Linked DNA regions of Alosa sapidissima: region 2 is linked to region 1. Evidence: chromatin contacts called from public Hi-C data. All regions are on one chromosome and are shown on one strand. The core of a region is the stretch at or near the end of the contact, and the rest is flanking DNA. Distances in the headings are between cores, read along the strand shown.

The links. A called contact is a pair of places that touch in the nucleus more often than the background predicts.
Region 2: a contact with region 1 is called in a Hi-C map of muscle, with 13 times the contacts expected there. The contact joins the promoter of si:dkeyp-113d7.10 here to the promoter of utp18 in region 1. A contact is called at or near these places in 2 of 2 Hi-C or Micro-C datasets (both in muscle).

Annotation. Positions count from the first base shown.
Region 1 is chr3:35,817,322-35,820,021 of fAloSap1.pri, reverse strand. utp18 (U3 small nucleolar RNA-associated protein 18 homolog) reads left to right here and starts at 1,393. Exons shown (of 13, transcript XM_042086332.1): 1 at 1,393-1,816; 2 at 2,020-2,159; 3 at 2,424-2,519; 4 at 2,640-2,700. The coding sequence starts at 1,622. It overlaps LOC121705386 (nucleoside diphosphate kinase B), which reads right to left and starts at 1,076. Exons shown (of 5, transcript XM_042086333.1): 1 at 922-1,076.
Region 2 is chr3:35,985,784-35,988,483 of fAloSap1.pri, reverse strand. si:dkeyp-113d7.10 reads right to left here and starts at 1,420. Exons shown (of 5, transcript XR_006030898.1): 1 at 1-1,420.

The DNA of each region.
Region 1 (2,700 bases), core at 144-2,643:
AGAAAATATCAATCATCATCAACAATGACAAGCCAGCTGGAACCAGCCACTCGTTTTCTCTCCCTCTCGCGCGTGCTTAGATGGGGTTCTCAATTAAATGGAGTAGGCTAGCAAAAGTTCAAGTTGGATCTTAATGGAGAGGACTCGAAAAGTATCATCTTTATGTAACATGCTGTTGGTGCATTTTGACATTGTAAACGTTCTCTAACAAGAGTGCGAATCAGTTTGCAGTAAAGCTACTAGTTATTAGCTAAATGTTGGTCGTTTCTCGGTCTCTTGGTGCCCTACACACAGTGCGTAACGCATGTGGGGGTAGCGGCAGCACTGAACTGTGCTCTGGACTGGCCGCTTGTCTCCGCTATTTTTTTTTTTTTTTTAGTCGCGGAGGGAAAGCATCTCTGGGGTGACTGGTCCACGATCAGGAAATGTAGTTTTTGACTCGACATGTCAAGTCGTCACAAGTCAAAGAGGCAAAGTCCGAGTCAAGTCTCGAGTGAATAGTATTCAAGTCCAAGTCGAGTCGCAAGTCATGCCGAATTTTATCAAGTCAAGTCTGAAGTCATTAAAATCATGACTCGAGTCTGACTCGAGTCCAAGTCATGTGACTCGAGTCCACATGTCTGGAACCTACAACCCGATGTTGCATCAAAAATGATGGTGGACGACCACTTGTGTACAAGATCAAGCTTTACGCTTCTTTAATCATCGAGCTTTAGCCCTGCAACGTCAACTCTACGCTGGCATAAGGTTTTTAGTAATACATGGTCGGAAACGCCATATTAATGGGTAGGTTACCGGCATTGACATATTGCAGTCACTGTTATAACCTTACAAATGACAACTTAAACATGATATAAAACCCTTCGGTTTAACCAAGAGGGTTGCAAACAATCTGAATGAAAAGTAATGCCAACAGCATACCTGGATCCAACGAAACTGTCAAGAGTCACCAAGAGCTCAACAGTACAAATGCGTCCGAGACAGGAAAGAGGGTCGAGATGGCTTTTATACCACGAAGGGGTGGGCCTCTACAATAATGACTGACGTGTGGGCTGTGGCAGCCTCCTCAGTCCTCCATGTTCTGGAGCTTACCAATGACCGTACATTTTGAGGAACCTGGGTTTGTGCATTGAGAATGCACTGATATTTTCACTGCGACACACGAATATTATACCATCAGTTGGATGATCATTGGGCGTGTAACTGTGTAGTCTTGTAATGCAATGATGACATTAAAGAAAAGGAAACGTTGTATTGACTGACTTATCATGTTTGAAATTGATACTGGATGAGAGCAATTTATTTTTTACCCAATATTGCCATCTAGTGGCACGATATTGTACTGTCAAGGTTCTTAAAATTTCCGGGTTCACAGGTCATACAACCGGAAATTCTGAATACCCCATGTGGTAAACAGTGAGCAGTTCGAATGGTGGAATTGACTCCATCTCCTCTGAAAATCATTCTGTACATTTGATAGAAGCACGGACCTTTATGTAGAAAGAGTCGTGGTAATCTAGAACATCAGAACAGTGACAGTTGCCTCGATCATACTTCAGTCTTTAATCATTAAGCTTGTAAACATAGGCTAGAGAGCTAGCTAACTGAGTTCTTTTACAACATGGCAACACTCATGCCTCACGTCAGAAAAGGCAAGAAGAGAGCCCCAGACCCGGAGGTGGACTTGGATGAAGAGGCAAATAAAAGAGAAAACCACGTTAAGTTGCTGAGAGTCCTGGGCGAGCAAGATGCATCCGTCAAACTGCTGGAGGATCTCGTCTTTGGTGCGGAGGACGAGTTGGTGGAAAGATTGGAGGTAAGTCGATAGGTGACGTTAGACAGCAACTTTGCTACGTTAGGCCTAATGCTGTATTGGTTTAAAAGTTCAGTTGAATATCTCTATTGTTAGTAAGATGTCCATGATCTCTGACATGATTGTGTGTGTGTGTGTGTGTGTGTGTGTGTGTGTGTGTGTGTGTGTGTGTGTGTGTGTGTGTGCGCGCAACCATTCCCCCTCAGCATGAAGCAGATGACATGAGGGGTAGCTTACTGGATGAGGGGGATTCCAGTGATGATGAGACTGTAAATGAATCACGGCTTCAGGTCCCAGCAGCGAAGAAAGCTGTTTGGGAGGATGACGATGATGAAGTGGAGGAAGAGTGAGTTTATTTGTTTTTGAATAGTAGAGGTTCAATAAACCGGCACATATGGTTCCTTTCTGATCTCTCTGTTGGAATGCTTAATTTCTTGTGTTGTTTATTTGTTATTTGTTTTCAGTTAAAAGCTTTTGGCTGGTCTGGTCTGATACTTGAGTGTCAGAAAGTTATTTTCAGTTAAATTATTTAACAGTTCAAAAAAAGTCCCTTCCTGTTCATATAGTTGTTGCTCAGCACAGTTTGATTGTCTATTTGTTCATTTTAAAGGGTGGACATGGCACACCGGTTCCGCAAGGACTTCACCAAAGGCAGTGCAGAATCCAGAATGACCAAACAGAAACTACAACAGCGACTAAAAGAACAGTAAGTGTTGTTATTTACCATATTTTTTTGAGAATAAGTGCACGGGCACATTTAGGTCTATTAAGAGATTTCCGGGCTTCTTTTCCAGTTGTAATGCCTGCTGTGTTTAATGCTTTCCAGGTTCCAAAAGTCTATGGGTGGAGCCCCCTCCTGGGCCGAGAAGGAAGTGAAGAAGAAGAAG
Region 2 (2,700 bases), core at 171-2,670, 170 kb before region 1:
CAAGTGGCCGTTTTGCCATGTCCTCTATTATATTCAAACTCTGAAGTCTGGAGCTTCAACCTCAGTCGTTGGTTTTCTTGGTCCTTGGCAGTTGTTTCCAGCAACATAGAATTCAAGGTGGCACCAACAGTCTTGGTTATTTCCTGAACAGCGAGTTGCACTACCTGCTCAAGCGCCGATTCGAGCTGGCCTTGAAAAAACGAAATATACAGTGCGCCGTTCATGATGTCCGCTTTGTTGGAAGACCACTTTCATTCTTCCCCCCTCTCCCCGAAAAAAAAATGAAAAATAGACAGAACTCAACACACAACTGATTGAAATGAAGAACTACCTCCTCTTTCAACGCATCATATGTACACCCCTTGGATGCTACCGTAATCCCCCTTGTGAAGACGCAACGTTATTCCTGCCATCGCCTACCAATTTCAAGGTTTCTGCAGCATGGGCCACTAGTAGTTGTACGCCATTTTGCTCTAACAGAGAACTTTCCCTAACCATGAATAGTTTTTATTCAGATTTGGGAGTAGGCTAAAATATTTGAGTGCGAGAACCAATTAATTCGACCAGGTAGGCCTATTTCTAAATCAAAATGAAATGCCATGGTGTAAAACCTATGTTGTGTAATGCATAGTCAATGCCTAATCATAATATTATCTATTATTACATAATAATAATAATAGCCTTTTTTCATTATTGCTAGTTTGTGCGTCAAGTTCAATAGGCCTATGTTACCCTAAACCAACTATTCCATCATTAATTTAATTAATATTTGTTTTGTTTTCCTACGTCACCGTCAATGTCAATTTTAAAACCTATAAAACACAGCCTAATCTGAATCGTAATAAGATACCACACAGGCTGTTCATAACATTTCAGAAAATCTTTGCATTTTGGAGAAACTTAAAATAAACATCATGCTTCTACTCTTTCCTCGGGTCCCAGTGCGTAACGGCCAAATAATGCCTGATCTCTGGTACAAATCGCAATTAATAAAGTAACCAGACTAAAACACAGTGTAAAACAAGCGTGTGCTGCTGCTGTCACGTGGATTGTGTAATTCGACGTAACTATTTTCCGATCAACAGTAAGCGCGTGTTATGTAATTGTTGAGTAACTAAAGTAATGTTAAGTAGCCTAATGTAGGTGAGCGTGTGTGTAGCTCATGGAGGCGAGGGGTGGTAAAATTAGACTGCAACGCGTTACCGACTGAAGACTGCCAGACTGTACATTTTCCCGACTCTTCACAGCAACGGCTTCTAGTATTTGATCACGGATATAGCAGAAGCATAGGATTGTTTACAATATTAACTTAAATAATTTCCCAAAAGAAATACGCTTGTTCTCACACGGCTTGATCATGGCTGAAGGGACACTCCCCCTCCCAAATCACCAATATTTTGTGCGCGCTTGAAACTCGTGTACGGTAAAAGCAGTGTTCTCAACACTAACTAACCGGAAAGCGGGGTTGAGATCATGGCACCCAACTGTCTTTGTTCTGTGGCACTATGATTATGAGCTCGCTGCGAGATTATCTGTGACTATGTTCCCAAAAAGATGTCTGCACTGCAGTGCATGTGGTTTTGCATGGAATGCGCACTGGCTCTGTCATAATTCATTTCTGTTATATAAGAGGGGGATGCTTGCACGGTTACAGTTGCATCAGTTGTTGCCACGACACGCGTGCTCGAATCACTGCCACATAATACGAAGTGACAAGCTTTTGTTTCCTCAATTAATTTGCGCTGAAAGAGGCGGTCTTAGAAAATTGCTTTGAGGGATTAAGTGAAGAGAACGAAACTGACCTAAAATCTGGCAGCTCTAGCTCGAGCGAAAGTTATGGTGGTAAGCAGCAGCACGACTGGCACAAGAGCAGGGTTTGCAAACCGCAGCTGCCTGCCACACAAATTTGAACTTGTTTACGAACGTGTAGCATATTTCTCCGGTGAGCCTAAGATGTTTTTCGAGAGCACAAACATGATATATTTATAATTAATCTTCAAAGTTTAATTGTTTTTAGGAGTCATAGGCTTCTTGCCTACTCTCATCGGCTCCTCCTTACAACGTGGCCATACATACATCTTTAAGCTACATTAAAAAGGGGATGTCATTTTACTCCTCGTAATTATAATGATTTATCTGTTGATGTTATGATGGCAAAAATTGAAAATTTGCCAGTGAATCAGTTATTGGCCTGTGACCTACAACACTTCTGATCCAAACCTCAAACTGAATTTTGCATCTCAGTGGAAAGGCCAATAAGAAAAAGGCGTTGCTGTGAAATACTTTTCATTGGATCAGATTACCTGTGGTTTTGCCCATTTTACAGCATGCCTGCCCGTTCCATACCCAGACACCAGCAGGCCAGGGTGGATTCAGCAGCTCTAGCCTTCATCAAGGCCAGATGCCCTAGTCTGCTGCCTTCCAGGAAGGGGTCTTACACACCAGGCCACTGTACAACAACTTGAAATTCTGTTTACAAATATTTTTTGGATGGTGCTATTTTAATAAATATTTGTTTACAAGAGAAAAACAAATGTCAAAACCTATACATATAGGTTATATGTAACCTAATGTGTAACCTAAACATATCATTCTGAAAGTACTGTGAATAAAGTTCCTGTGCACTCCGTAGGCTACATCTAGATTCTTTGTTCCAGATTTTGTGAAAAAATGCATTGAAATTCTTGAAACAGAACAATG